Linked DNA regions of Mus musculus: all the other regions are linked to region 1. The links are chromatin contacts, called in public Hi-C, HiChIP or PLAC-seq and promoter capture Hi-C maps. All regions are on one chromosome and are shown on one strand. The core of a region is the stretch at or near the end of the contact, and the rest is flanking DNA. Distances in the headings are between cores, read along the strand shown. Region 1 holds the start of Klhl7 (kelch-like 7). Region 2 has its middle 34 kb from the start of Gm33476. Region 3 overlaps Fam126a (family with sequence similarity 126, member A). Region 4 has its middle 22 kb from the start of Gm42228. Region 5 has its middle 41 kb from the start of Gm42228.

What was found. Promoter capture Hi-C pulls out the DNA fragments that hold promoters and counts their contacts. A called contact is a pair of places that touch in the nucleus more often than the background predicts. HiChIP or PLAC-seq counts read pairs in DNA pulled down with a chosen protein or histone mark.
Region 2: a Hi-C map of muscle stem cells shows a contact between it and region 1, with 4 times the contacts expected there. The contact joins the enhancer-like site here to the promoter of Klhl7 in region 1. A contact is called at or near these places in 4 of 39 promoter capture datasets (the 3T3-L1 cell line, 3T3-L1-derived adipocytes and pre-B cells), 8 of 484 Hi-C or Micro-C datasets (CD4 T cells, the HL-1 cell line, the N1E-115 cell line and 5 more) and 4 of 115 datasets of contacts at active chromatin or transcription factors (effector CD8 T cells, embryonic stem cells and pancreatic cancer cells).
Region 3: a contact with region 1 is called in a promoter capture Hi-C map of 3T3-L1-derived adipocytes, with 2.9 times the contacts expected there. The contact joins the enhancer-like site here to the promoter of Klhl7 in region 1. A contact is called at or near these places in 1 of 39 promoter capture datasets (3T3-L1-derived adipocytes), 2 of 484 Hi-C or Micro-C datasets (bone marrow-derived macrophages and stem cell-derived neural progenitor cells), 3 of 115 datasets of contacts at active chromatin or transcription factors (bone marrow-derived macrophages and embryonic stem cells) and 2 of 9 other capture datasets (adipose tissue and pancreatic islet).
Region 4: a promoter capture Hi-C map of trophoblast stem cells shows a contact between it and region 1, with 4 times the contacts expected there. The contact joins the enhancer-like site here to the promoter of Klhl7 in region 1. A contact is called at or near these places in 13 of 39 promoter capture datasets (the C10 cell line, the HPC-7 cell line, cranial neural crest and 6 more), 1 of 15 datasets of contacts at CTCF or cohesin (the NIH/3T3 cell line), 1 of 484 Hi-C or Micro-C datasets (bone marrow-derived macrophages), 16 of 115 datasets of contacts at active chromatin or transcription factors (SST interneurons, bone marrow-derived macrophages, cardiomyocytes and 12 more) and 4 of 9 other capture datasets (adipose tissue, liver, macrophages and 1 more).
Region 5: a contact with region 1 is called in an H3K4me3 HiChIP or PLAC-seq map of bone marrow-derived macrophages, with 5 times the contacts expected there. The contact joins the enhancer-like site here to the promoter of Klhl7 in region 1. A contact is called at or near these places in 15 of 39 promoter capture datasets (the 3T3-L1 cell line, the HPC-7 cell line, HPC-7-derived erythroid cells and 11 more), 1 of 15 datasets of contacts at CTCF or cohesin (large pre-B cells), 2 of 484 Hi-C or Micro-C datasets (bone marrow-derived macrophages and erythroblasts), 10 of 115 datasets of contacts at active chromatin or transcription factors (SST interneurons, bone marrow-derived macrophages, cardiomyocytes and 7 more) and 3 of 9 other capture datasets (adipose tissue, embryonic stem cells and liver).

Annotation. Positions count from the first base shown.
Region 1 is chr5:24,099,153-24,101,852 of GRCm38.p6, reverse strand. Klhl7 (kelch-like 7) reads right to left here and starts at 1,263. Exons shown (of 11, transcript NM_026448.3): 1 at 979-1,263. The coding sequence starts at 1,098.
Region 2 is chr5:24,265,543-24,268,242 of GRCm38.p6, reverse strand. No RefSeq gene overlaps it. Among named protein-coding and RNA genes, the nearest start is that of Gm33476, 34 kb to the left of the region's middle. Within about 2 kb of position 1,427, at least 281 of the 459 cell types and tissues checked have an H3K27ac peak or open chromatin away from gene starts, as enhancers often do. A contact at or near this core is called in the HL-1 cell line, the N1E-115 cell line, Th1 cells and 8 more, where this site is marked.
Region 3 is chr5:23,966,595-23,969,294 of GRCm38.p6, reverse strand. All of the region lies in intron 10 of Fam126a (family with sequence similarity 126, member A), which reads left to right. Among named protein-coding and RNA genes, the nearest start is that of Fam126a, 63 kb to the left of the region's middle. Within about 2 kb of position 1,419, at least 17 of the 459 cell types and tissues checked have an H3K27ac peak or open chromatin away from gene starts, as enhancers often do. A contact at or near this core is called in 3T3-L1-derived adipocytes and stem cell-derived neural progenitor cells, where this site is marked.
Region 4 is chr5:23,873,196-23,875,895 of GRCm38.p6, reverse strand. It overlaps the pseudogene Gm9534. Among named protein-coding and RNA genes, the nearest start is that of Gm42228, 22 kb to the right of the region's middle. Within about 2 kb of position 1,330, at least 62 of the 459 cell types and tissues checked have an H3K27ac peak or open chromatin away from gene starts, as enhancers often do. A contact at or near this core is called in bone marrow-derived macrophages, pancreatic islet and trophoblast stem cells, where this site is marked.
Region 5 is chr5:23,893,036-23,895,735 of GRCm38.p6, reverse strand. No RefSeq gene overlaps it. Among named protein-coding and RNA genes, the nearest start is that of Gm42228, 41 kb to the right of the region's middle. Within about 2 kb of position 1,300, at least 114 of the 459 cell types and tissues checked have an H3K27ac peak or open chromatin away from gene starts, as enhancers often do. A contact at or near this core is called in the HPC-7 cell line, adipose tissue, bone marrow-derived macrophages and 6 more, where this site is marked.

The sequences.
Region 1 (2,700 bases), core at 14-2,513:
CAAAAAGGTTACACAAAAAGAACACAAATATGAAAAGAGATGCATTTTAATAAAGAAGCCAGCCATTCACAGCTATTTCAGCATAAAAACCAGGAAAGATATAGGCATTGAAAACATAGTATCTATCCGCTACAACCAGAGCAGTGTGCCATCTTGTGAACAAAGAGAAGACTGCTGCGACCAGTGTTTGGCCTTAAGAAATCAGGAGTTGGTATCTTCCGAAATAAATCTTAAGATTCTTCTGCTGCCCATACTCACAGCAAAAGCGTCAGAAAGCCGAATTAGGTTTTTTAATCACTCAAGCTTATCTGTAGTGCTTTGTCCTCTTGAAAAACAGATTTCAGAGTCAACAAACTGACAAACATCCCCAGAATCCATAATGTGTTCTCTACCAAGTAAAACTCACGGAACCAAAAACCAACCAAGTGGTGTTCCCCTGCTTACCGGTCTATTGGAGGTTATAATCTAGTTAATTCTATCAAACACCTATCTACCGTCTCCATCGTTAAGCCGTGCCTTTCATAACCCACCTTTCAACCAAATGCTGCGGTTTCTCCAATACACGGCAAAATCAAAGACAGCACAAAGAGATCCTCTTGGTTAACAGTGGCGCCAGAACCCTTAGAAAACTGCTATTTACTGGTGACTGGCGTCGCCCTAAATGACAGGTGATTTATCAACTCGTGCCACTTGGGTGACAGGGCGGCGGGGCGGGAGCCTCCCTCCGAGAGCTCCAGATGACACCGCACGGTAAGGGAAGGCTCCAGGCCTCACGGGGAACTGGATGAGACCGGTTACACAACCGCCCCGGAGGCCCCCCGCCCGCCGCAGGAGTCCCCGTCGAGCGGGCCTCGGAAGCCCCGTGGCGGAGCAGGCCGTCAGCCAAGGCGCCGGCCCCGCCGCCAGCCTCCGCCGGACCCCTGCCCACCGCCCCGCACCGCCCCGCACCGCCCCGCACCACCCCGCACCGCCCCGCACCTGTTTCCTCATGTTGTTCATGACGCCCATGAACCCCGCCAGCAGCTTGGCTTCTTCGCGAGCCGCAAGTTTCTTCTCAGTTTTCTTCTTGCTACTCTTTTCCACGCCGGAGGTGGCCATCCTCTCTTTGCCCTCTGCGGGTTCGCGGCGACAGTTTGCCCGCCACACGCGGCAGTCTGGAGCACGGCTTCGGCGGCGGAGCTCGGAGAACTGCGGGAAAGCCGAAGGAGGACGAGACGAAGCCAACTCGGCCACGGTTGCAAGCGAAGGGAGTCCCAAGCATGCGCACTGGGTCGGGCGGGGGGGGTGCGCTCTAAGGAGGAGGGGGCGGGGCAGTGCGTCACAGCCACGCGACGCCCTAGCAACCGGCTGCGTCGCGCGGTGCGGCGTCCTCAACAGTGGGTACCCTTCGGCCTGATCCAAGCTCGCGTGTGCTTTTCTTCTACCAAAGGCCGACTTCCCAGGTTTAGATTTCGTGATGATCTATTTTGGATAATTGTGTAATAGAACAAACTAAGACGTCTCCCTATGGCGTAAGCTCCCTGAGAACAGGGTCAGTTCTTCACTGCCTTTTCAGACTGGGGCTCATTGTAGGCGCTCAGTAACTATTACAGGAAAATTGCATACTGCAAGGCAAAGGTTATTTAGGATAAGCACAAGAGTTACTTGTTTGAGATTCAGAAAGCAAAACCATTGTCCTGTCGATTTCTCCTCTCCGTGACATGCCTGCCTGTTTAGTAGGCTGTCTTTCTCATTAAAACAGATCTGGTGGGTGATGGTGGTGGTGGAGGCAGAGAGTGGTGGACTACTGAGAGAAACCCTGTCTGGGGAAAAAAACAAAATCAAAAAAACCAAAAAACTAGAGAGCAGGTGTTAGTTCCAGCCAACTTTATTGAGGTTTCCCCGGGCAGTTCTACTGGAATACAGAACTCAGTCCTAGAACTCACAGAAACATGTTCATAATGAGTTTTTTATTTTGCTGTTTAGGAATACACAGGACTGAAGTCGTTATTTCTAGTAATGAACTTTCTACATAGCCTCAGTTTTCTACCTAGATGTATGAAGAACTAGACAGAAGTTTTATGTAAAATGATCTAGACCGCTGTTGATCTAAAACAATAACTGCTTAAAAGAAAATTAAATAAATTATTTTAAGCTGCATAGGGTCAGCAATGGCCTAAAAAGGGATTGAACATATCCTGGACAGTATGTTTCTTTATAAAAGAGATTAGATAAATATATTTATCTGCAGGAGGTGGGGGAAGAAAGTTAATCAAGGCGTTTACCAGATACACTGGTGGGAGCATCAAGTTGGTGGACCACAGCACAGTGAGAAAATCCTTTTGGAAGTTTTAGACGTCATATATATATGATGCCCCCTTTCAACATGTTTTATTTAAGATAACTTTTAAATTAAATATATTCTAATCATATTTTTCCTCTCCCTCAGATCCTTCCAGATCTTCCTGTCCCTGCTCACCCAACTTTTTTTTTTTTTTTTTTAAATATATTTATTTATTTATTATATGTAAATACACTGTAGCTGTCCTCAGACACTCCAGAAGAGGGAGTCAGATCTTGTTTCGGATGGTTGTGAGCCACCATGTGGTTGCTGGGATTTGAACTCCTGACCTTCAGAAGAGCAGTCGGGTGCTCTTACCCACTGAGCCATCTCACCAGCCCTCACCCAACTTTTAAGTTGTTTGTCAAACAAACAAATCC
Region 2 (2,700 bases), core at 178-2,677, 170 kb before region 1:
CTGAAGACTAGTTATAGTCTCATAATTGAACTTAAGCTATCTAACATTAAAGAAGATGTTCTAGACTTGAAAGGATGGCTTTCAGGTGGTTAAAATCAAACAGAATTCAGGTCAGAATTGTACCTGTACCTTTAAGTTCGGATAGATGATAGAATAATTAATTTAAATTGACAAAGATGATGGACTGGGTATTATAAGTGGATATCAACCTTATAATTTGCATAATTGTTGTAATCGTGTTCAATTTATATCTGAGAGAAAAGAGCCTTTTTAATTGAAATGTGAGAAATGTAGTGGGTTTGGCTATACTGCTTGTATTATAATGCTAATTTGGGTCCCCAAAATTGCTTGCTTGAGAGAGTCTGCATGTCCACAGGTAAGACACTGAGGAACCCTGCCCCTAGTTGGTTCTGATTGGTAAATAAAGATGCTGGCAGCCAATGGCTGGGCAGGACGTGGCAGACTGAACTAGGACTTTTAGGATTTCCCAGGCCTGGGACTGAGAACAAGAAGAGAGGGAAGATCTGCCATGCTAGAAGAGTGTGGAGAAGGGAGACACCATGCCTGAGAAGAGTGCAAGACAGAGAGGCATGGCCGCCACGTGAAGGAGCCGGGAGAGCACGGCCCAGTTGGGCAGCCCTCTGAGTCCAGAGCAGCCAAGGTAGAACACAGAATTTAGTAAGCTGTAACTCGGAATTATCGGTGGAAGGTAGATTCTATCAGTAGTGGAGGTTAGGCAGTAGCCCAGCTATTGTGCTGATTAAGACATGTGTGTGTGTTTCATTTGGGAACACAAGCCATTGAGGTAGATAGCAAACCCGTATCTGCGACTTAATTATTAATTATTTAATTCAACAATATTTGTGCACAGGACTCCAGTTCCAAGAGGCTCCATGTGGGTAGGAATTACAATTCATGATTTATAGGTACAGATGACATCTGTGGACCTCCTTGCTTGGTTTTTGAAACAGGGTCACAGTTGTAGCTTTGGCTCTCCTTGAACTTGTGGTGATCCTCCTGCCTCAGTCTCCCAAGTGCAGAGATTATAGGTGTGTGATGTCTTCCCAAGAGGTGCTTGTAAATTCTTGAGGTGAGGGCCTTGCTGTCCTTTGTCCTCTCAGATGTGGTGTGTGATGCTCAGATGCTGGGCTAGGAGGCTGTGAGGGAGACCTATACTAGCCAGACCTGTGTTTTACATATAAGTAAAAGTCCCCCGTGGAAGTTGTTATTAATGTGTTTTTTTGTGACATTCACATGAACTTGGTCTAAATCAATCCAGGATAATTCTGCAACATTTGGTCACCCTTCTGCCTCACACCTGGGGGCATAACACTTCAGCATTAATCTGTGACAGATTAACAGGGCTTCAGCCTGGCCCAATGGTGTTGACAGTTTGAGGTGTTGGGCGCCATCTGGTGGCCGCATGATACACAGCCCTAATCACAGGAAGTCTGTTTCCAGCTATTTGCATAGCAGCCCCAGCCCATTCTTTAGTCAGAACCCCAAGTCTTGAACGTCAGCGGCCTGACATGGACTCCAGGACTTTAAGACACCATCGAGCTTCCCAGCTCCTGTGGGCTCCGGAAATTGAGAGAGAGCTGTTTCTAGGAAGTGTCTGGCTGTCCTTCCCCTCCTGCCAGTTGAGAACCGGCTACTAAATAAAGATGCCATGTGACCTCCCTTCTGCAGACTCTCAGGTCTCAGAGCAACAGTTAAAGTGGAGAGGAGGCGGCTGATGACTCACTGATACTCCGGAGCAGGAAATCAACACCCAGGGAGCCTGACCCGGCAGCGGCTCATACAGAATTGATTGGCGGTGGTTTGAGCGTGGGTGGAGTGGCTTTAATGTAGCCGAGCTTATAATACTTCCTTCTGCCGACCTCTGGTAAAATCCTGAAACAGGACTGGGTATGGTGGCTCCGGCCTGTAATCTCGGTTCTCAGGAAACTGATCAAGGGGCGTTGCTGCAAAACAAAAGTCCCAAACAAACTCTGAAATGGCCGATAAATGGCTCCCACCAGCTTTCTTCAAGGTTTGGAATTGGTAGAGAGACTCGCCACACCTGACACACACGCTGCCATCCACACTGGCCACTGCAGGCGATGGGTTGTCTTCTCCCTTGGGGACCCTTTGCTAGTGGGGCTACTTAATGCTCCCTGGGTTCTAGGTCCCCCTCGGCCCTGAGTCCACTCACTCTTTGGACTAAGTGTGGCTACAAGCCTCAGAGACAAGATGGCAGAGACCCTTGGAGAAAGAAAGCACAGCTGAAAGAACCAAGGAGACAACTTCTTGTCTTCCAGTCAGGAGTAGAAACTGGAAATCCCAGATGCTAGTGGTGCGAAGGCCTCCCCAGGAGTGTTTGGGAAGGGGTGATCTGAGAACTGCTATGCTGTGGTTTGTCATGTTGGGGTCAAAGAAGCAGGTGAGGTGGGGAGGCCTGGCCATGTGGATGGGAGCCTCAGGGTAGACAGGGTGGCCATAGGACCATGGTCTCAGCTGACACGGAGAAGCCAAGCCAGGGACACAGAGACAGTATACCTCTCAAGTCTGGAATGAGAGGACTTGGAAGTCAACTAGACATTTTGCTGCTACAGAAATTGGGGTCTCAGAGGTCATGTGACTGCTATGTGACTATGCTGAGCTAGGTGGCACCAGACTCCTACCCTAGCAGAGACTCCTTGCACAAGGCTGTGGGGTCCG
Region 3 (2,700 bases), core at 170-2,669, 130 kb after region 1:
TATTAGGCATTTAACAGTGGCCAAATAACACTTAATCTGTGTAGAATATACAACTAGGTAGACAAGGTAACTGTAGCTTGTTATAAGTGATTTTTAAAGAAACAGAATAGAAGAGAAGGCATATGAAATGTAGGGATGTTGAGACTTTTGATGGGGCGACAGGGAAGTCTTCATTGACGAGGTTTCTGAGGAAGTAAGATGTGCCTTCCAGCTATTGGGGAAGCCCAGGAGGCCAGTCCAACACGCTGGGGAACAAGGGACTCAGGCACAAGAGTCTCACAGTAGAAAATGCTGAAGAGACATTAAGGAAAGGATTATGTACTAAATACTTGGGTTATATAATCATGTTTCTCCACTGTCTAATCTTCCTAAGAGTTGTCTTTTCTTTCTTGCTGTTTCCAGAATAACATGTTTTTCTTTTTGTTTAGTTTACTGAGTACGCAGACATTTCAGTTCCCTTAGAACAACCACATTTAATTTAATTGGAGGTTATTGTTACATTTAATTTCATGATTTCCTCTCTGCTCAGCCCCTGACCTCTGTCCTGAGAGTGACTAACAATTCATCTGCTAGCTTCGCTTTACAAATACCCTTCTTCCATTTCTGACTCCCTGCAAATTTCTATTGGCGAATCAACATTTTTAAACCATTAACTTCCATCAGCATGTTTTCACAAATAAAACCAATTAAAAATAAAAACAAACTGACCTTGAGTTATAAATTCTTCAGGTATTCTTCTAGAGTGTTTTTACTGTGACTCTTTATTCAGCCACAGTAAATTATTTGCCTTCTTTGAAGTGACCAAGAATCTAGACAGATAAATTAAACATTGTTGGGAGATGTTAGAGAATGTTTGCGTCAGGCTGGTTCTGACAAATTGAGTTAGAATTCACTGTGTGGATGGATGGACATTTGAAACTAAAAGTCTCATTTCTTTACCTAGTGCTTTCTGAACTGCAGTTTCCTCTTAGCAAATGGGGATTAATTAAATGGTCCACTTCAGAGTCTCACTACCATGTTGTTTTGAGAATATTATAGAGTAATATGTAAGAATGTGCTTTAAAAAAAAGTGCTGTTGAGTATCCCTTATTCTGTTAGAACACCTATATGTATCTTAAAAAAATTTTTTTTTATAAAGCTTAAATATTAGTTACTTTTGGAGATTTTTTTTGGTTGGTTGGTTGGTTGGTTTTTATTTGTTTTGTTGTTGTTTTTGTTTTTATGCCCTGGTAACTGCCAACATTTTTTATTCTCCCTCTGAACTGAATGTCTTTGTAATTTTCTTTCTTGACGTGGTTTCTACAGTATAAGTGAACGAGTCTTGGCTGCCACCCAACAGTGTCATGGTGACTACTCTGTGTTGCTATAACCTCTGCCACACACCATGATAAGAACCGATTTGCCCTTACTTTTGAAAATAGCTGTTGGAAAGTGGGGGTAGGCTTAGCTGGTTCCACACACAGGAACAGCGGGGTTCCAAAGCCCACTAGCCTCAGCCTGCCTGAGAATGGGGAACTTGGTATGTGAGGCAAATCAGACATGATCAGGCTAGGATCATGGATGCGGGGCAACAGGAGCTTCAAGGAGATGGAAAGTGTTCCCTGTGGCTAGCCGTGGCAGGCAGGGCCCGGGTGGGAATCCACTTTCAAACTGTGAAGGATTCAGAGCAGAGCGTTGATTTCTAAACAGCTGCATGCTAGTCACCTGGGAGCTCAAGATGTGTAGTGCCCAAACTACTTCATCCTATGGATGAATCAGGTTGCTGTGGTGAAAATGGGCACCTGGAAGGCTCCAGGATGGCAGATGTCAGTGAAGCTCGGCCTCCCTGGATCGTGCAGCTGTGGCCTCTGTTCTTTTACTGTGGCATGCTGTTTAGCAGACTTCAGCAAAATTCATAAGGCTTTGACGATTCTAGCTCCGCAAACAAAATCATTCTTCTCAACAGATTTGTGTGCTACATCTTAATGGGTATACAGTGTTCTTGGTTTTGGTTGTTTTGTCTGTTGTTATGGAGTTTAAATTTCACCACTGGTCTATTTTTCACATATTTATGTTATTTTTACTACTTATTATAGATATTTACTTAAGATCTTTAAAACCTTTTATATTTAAGGCACAGAATAAAGTTATCTTGATAGATATTTACTAGTTATGAGTTTTGTTCATTTGTTTGAATTACTGAGGCTGTTTTCAGGGTAAACTGAGAACCAGTTGGCTTTTCATATCTTGTTTTCATTTTTCTTCATTGTAGCACATCAAAATGTATAGTCTCAATAGGAACCTGAAGAAATGGACTGCTTAATTCTACCTTAAGCACATAAATGTTACTGATATTTGAGATTCTGAGTGTGTGAGACAAGAAGGGTTGCTAAGCACCAAGGCATGATTGAATAAGCAGTACCTTAATTATCATGGTTGATTATTAAGTCAGACTGGATGTAGTCTAATAAAAAATAAGATTTGAAGTGTACAAAGGGGACTTTCTAATTACTTTGGTTATCATTGTTGACAAGAGACAGAGTTTTTGCCTATAATTTGGGAGCTTTTACCTAAAGTTTATGTAAACTTAGTTGGTCACAATATTTTTAAAAGGCATTCTGTTTTCCTTTGTGAAAAAAATGTGTTTCATATTCCATGTAAAATGTGTGTGAAAATACAGAAAGTGAACTGATGCTCACTGGGCTCCTGTGCTGCCGCAGG
Region 4 (2,700 bases), core at 81-2,580, 230 kb after region 1:
CCGTTTTAGGCCCAGACAAGCGAATGAAAAGATTTCTAAATTCTTGCCAGTGATAACTTCCTACATTCTCCACAAAATATTACCCTCCAGCGTGACCTTTGATTATTGCTGATGGTGGTGGTAGAAATTAGCGTTCTAATAAAGCGGTGAGTGCAGCAGGATGCTCTGACAGTGGGATGATCTGACAGCTTGTCTTTTGCCTCCATTTACAAAGCGTGCATGGCTCCTGATGCAATGTGTTCTAATTGCCAACTTAGAGCTGAACACTTCAGGCTACCCTATACTTGAGCAGTTGTAGTGCCTGTGAGTTGATGGCCAAGATAAAGGAAGCTATTAAGGAGTCTAAAATACTCGCCTTGCAGACTGGAACCCCTTATCATGCTTTCTATCTAAACAGTTCTTATTTAGATGTACTGCAGCTTCAACAACATCATCCAGAATAAGAAAAGCCGCATGAGACTTCAGTGTGTCCTCTGCTTGGGGTCAAGAAAACTTTCCTTCTCTCTGTTAACTTCTTTTAAAGGACTTCAGGGTAAATTTTTTGGCTCAAGTTTATTACAGGTTTGAAAATAAATTTGGGGATCTTTTCTTCAATGGTGGTAGAAGCCATAAGCTTTGGAGTCAGACGGCCTGGATTTTGAGGCTTGGCTCCATCATGTTCTTCCTCTGCAATCCTGAGAAAGCAGTTTCCCTCTGTGTGCCTCAGTTTTCTAGTTTGTAAAACGGAAGCACCATTAGCTTCTTAGAATTGTAAGAGTTAAATGAGATGAATGAGGTTGGTGACTATTCGCCTGACACAGTAAGAATTCTTCCCATTCACCTCTTCCCCCACCTCTCCTACCCCCCCCCATCTTCCTTCCCATGTCACTGTGCTGGCGACAAATCGGTGACCATCACTGTTATCAGCACTGCAAGGACTGTAGGTGACCTACTCTCTCTCTCTCACTTTACTAATCTGATCACTCACATCCACTACAGCTGCCTTTGCAGCTGTCACCCAGGTTGAAAGGGCCATTGCTAGTCTGCAGACAAACCTGCTGTCCACATCACTGACACTCAGGACAAGCCCAGGGAGCACACGGTGTCAAGGTCAGCAGAAAAGGCAGCATCCGTCCACTAAGTCTCAGTGTTTCCCCCTCCCCCTTGCAGAGAAGGACACAGCAGTGAGGCAGCTGGACCAGCCCATTGGCCCCTGTGACCTGAGCCAGGTGACAACACGGGCATCTCATGTGACTGGGTGTGGTTTCATTCTCAGATGGAACTTGGTTTCACTTCTTGTAGAGGTTCTATTTCTGTACAGGGTTTATCAACTAGTTCCCCTGTTGGCTGTAAAAACCCCAGCAGTGCACAGCGGGGTGCTTCCTAGAGAGGCAGCAAGCCTTCTTTGGAGGCTGCACACCCAAGGCAATGCAAACTCAGCGAGGTCTCTCATTTTGTTTACTCTTCCTATGTTGGTGTTTCGTTTATTATTTCCAGGCCATGTGTCTAACCACATCTTAATATTCTGTCTGCGAGTGTACATACAAACAGTGGGCTGCAGCTGAGTTCATATGGCTTGACCACATTTCAGGGGGCAGGCAGGGTAACTTGGTACAGTTAAATGGATTATTAAAACTTCAGGGACTCCATCTGAGAAGGGCAAGGGCAAGCAGCATGCCCATGGGACCTGCATAGCCTATCCTACCATCTTGGGAGACGAATTACTCCTTCCCATCTTGTAAATTCCTCCCCCAAAACCTCTAAAAACTTAAGAGAGGCAAATGTGTCAAGGAGGATGGGCCACTCTTTGGTCACGATAATAGAGTGGATCCCTGCAGCATTTGTTTCAAAATTATAAATTCCCTATGTATATGGGGAAGAACAGGGGTGGGAACGCTGCCAGTAGACATGACGTCATTCCCAAGTAAGAGCCATCTTCACCTATTGACAATGTTGCTCATCTCCCTGATTAATTCAGTTTCTTCTTATGGGCTTATGATTAGTATTCACTTTTCTCAATTTATTTTTCAGATAAAGACCACTAGATTAGCCGGGCAGTGGTGGCGCACACCTTTAATCCCAGCACTTGGGAGGCAGAGGCAGGTGGATTTCTGAGTTCGAGGCCAACCTGGTCTACAAAGTGAGTTCCAGGATAGCCAGGGCTATACAGAGAAACCCTGTCTTGAAAAGCCCAAAAAAAAAAAAAAAACAAACAACAACAACAAAACACTAGATCAACTTTATGAACAAGATGAAAGATCAATATGTAGAGGTGTGTATTCAGATGATAAATGGACAGAGGAATACATAAGTGGTAGCTCAATAGAAAGGGTATGCCCACTCCATGTTTTGCCTATGTGAACTTTCAAAGTTACTTTATTTCATATTCTCTGCCTCTCTGCAAAGTAAGAACAATTACAGAACTAATTTCATCAGGATACTGTGAGATTTCAGTAGGGTACTGTACACAAAGCCTGCTTTTATCCCCTCCCATACAATAAGACTGAAGCCAATGTTCTCTGTATTTCCACCATTGTTGTTTGGTTGTCATCTTTGTTTCTAGTAGCCTGGCAGTACATCCATTTGTATAATAAGCAGCTCCTACCTCTTGCCCCCTGTGCCTCACCTTCCTTCAGAGCTCTACTTGGCTCCTCAGGACTTTGCAGGACTTGTCTTCCCTGTGCTGAGTACCTCTGAAATAGTTGTGTATTTCTAATCCAC
Region 5 (2,700 bases), core at 51-2,550, 210 kb after region 1:
CTTGTCTAGTTTACATGACAAATCTCTCCAACCACAAACTCACAATAAAAGAAAGTGAATATGGGCAGGTTCCCAAACGGTGTCCAAGAACTAACATTATTGCAGAGGAGAAACAAGCATTGTAGGTTTGAAGGGAAATGTTCTTATCAAGAAACGACCTCTGAGGGAGTAAAAAAAAGCACCAGGTTGCCTCCAACCTATTCCCCACATTAAAAATGCAAAGGTGGTGCTTGAGAGATGGCACACACACACACACAAATAACAATAATAATATTATAATAATATAGGTAAAATGCAAATGTACACACAAAGCAAATAGGGAAAATATTAGAAACGTGCTGTATAAAAATATACGGAGAGAAGGACTACATTTGGTGGATGTGCAGTCAGGTGTGGGGGAAGAGGACTCCTCTGCGGGCCCATGCTGAGGCATCCCTTCCCACTGAGGGACTAGCCACACAATGACAACAGTATAATGTAGGGTAGAGTTTATTCGGGGCATGGGGAGGGGAGTTGAGTTGAGAGGGTAGTAGAAACAGAGAGAGAAAGATTGAGATTGAGAACTGTTGGGTGGAGCCTAGACAAAATGCTAACAAGACATAGTTAAATCTAAATCTAGATACTGGATGTATGGACAGTCCCTGAAGCAGTAGCTAAAGATCTACACAGCAGTTGGAAATGCTGTGGCTGCACATAGGACACTAGCTTAGATTTGAAGGACACGTTCAATAGTCAGTCTGGGCATGGTGGCATATGCGTATCTGTAATCTAGCACACTGTGAATCTGAATCTATCCTGGGTTACAAGGTGAGATCCTGACCCAGAAAGAGAGAAGAAGGGAGCGAGAAAGAGAAGAGAGAGAAAGGGCGACAGAAAGGTTGGTTGGTTGGTTGGTTGGTTGGTTGGTTGGTTGGTTGGTTGGTTGGTTTGGCAGCATAGGGATGCCAGCAGGTTCTACCCATTTGTGTGGGTATCCTCAGCAGACTGGCTTTTGACAGTCATGATTCCATGGCAGCTGCTGGAGCTAGAGGCATTGGCCACAGTCCAGGATAGGATGTGATAGGGTAGCATGAAGAAAATGTTCCTCTTGCAGTTGAAAGCAGACTCTTGCCCAGAAACCCAGTCTGTGGTGTCCCCAGAGGCTAGAACAATGGATAGCCAGCCTCAGGCCCAGGGCAGTGTGAAATTAGACTCACCTAGGTAGACTGAGTCCATTGTGATTCCATACCTCTGGCATGACTGCATTGCCATGGGCACATACTTGCCTCTATTACACAGAAAAGGGGGAAGTGATGGCGATTTGTCACTTCCTGAGCTGAATGGGCACCTCGCCCCTTTTCTTAGAAAGGAAATGGTGTTACTTCACTAGATAGTGAAGTGTATTAAACGAAACCAAAACCTAAACTCATTATGCACAGTGACCCTGTCGATGCCTGACTGCAGATAACAGGGGCTCAAAAGGAGACTTGGGTTTTCTGACTGTGTGTGGTCTCTTGAACGTAATCAAATAGAAACTCACCCTCCACAGAAACTACCTTTGTATCGCTTCAGTTGGAAATCCCTTTCTGAATACAGTGAACTTTTAAAATCTGTTCTCACTGTGGTAGACTCGTCGAACAGAATGGAGTCTGTTCCTTCAGAATGGAAACTATTCTTGGTCTCATCGTTAGCCACAGTTGGTCAAGGGTCCTCTAAGTGCAAGGCACTGTATTAGGCAGGAGTGTGTTCCTTCATTTATGCACGAAGAATGTTTCTGGCTACTCCACAAAGCCCTAAACTAAATCAGAGTAATTTCTTTAACAAAGAAAGAAAGAAACAAAATTTTCACTCACCATTCTAATCTCCCTCTCCATCTCAAGTAAGCTTACAACGGGAAACTCATGATACTTGGACTCTTTTTAAATCATTTATTTATTTGAGTCTGTGTGTGCATGTGCATGTGTGCTTGTATGAGCGTGTGTCTGTGTGAGTTCTAGTGCACCATGTGAATGTGTGGGAGCCCTTGGAGGGTGAAGAAGAGTGAGGAAGAGGGTGTTGGATCCTCTGCAACTGCAGTTGCTGGCATTTATGAGCTCCCATGTGGTGCTCTGCAAAAGCTGCAAGTACTCGTCACTGTGAGGCAGCTCTCCAGCCCCTTCTCGGCTCTACTGACCATAACAAGCCACAACTAGATCTTTTCTAGATCTGCTCAATGTCCCCTTACCTTAACTCTTTTTGTTAAAAGGTGCAATATGTTCATTGTGCAGGTGCAGGAATGAGTTATCAGATCAGTAATAAGCACATAACCATCAGGGGAGGAGACATGGCTGTGGGCCTTGGGAAGGTGCAGTGGAGACAGTCCTGTGGAGCAGGCAGATGGCCTTTGTCTCCCAGCTTTTGCCTGATGGCCTAGTATGCAGGGTTCACCTGAGGTCTGTCTTGGTCTGTAGCTGAGCACTGTCGTGCAGTGCTGTGCTGTTCTCTGGAAGAACAAATAAAACCAGCTGACAGGACTCCAGGCTGCTCCTGCCCTCGGCCATTTGCTGTCTGAATTGTGAGTAAGAAACCCAATGAGGGGCTGGTGAGATGGCTCAGTGGGTAAGAGCACCCGACTGCTCTTCTGAAGGTCCGAAGTTCAAATCCCAGCAACCACATGGTGGCTCACAACCACCCATAATGAGATCTGGTGCGTCTGAAGACAGCTATAGTGTACTTACATAT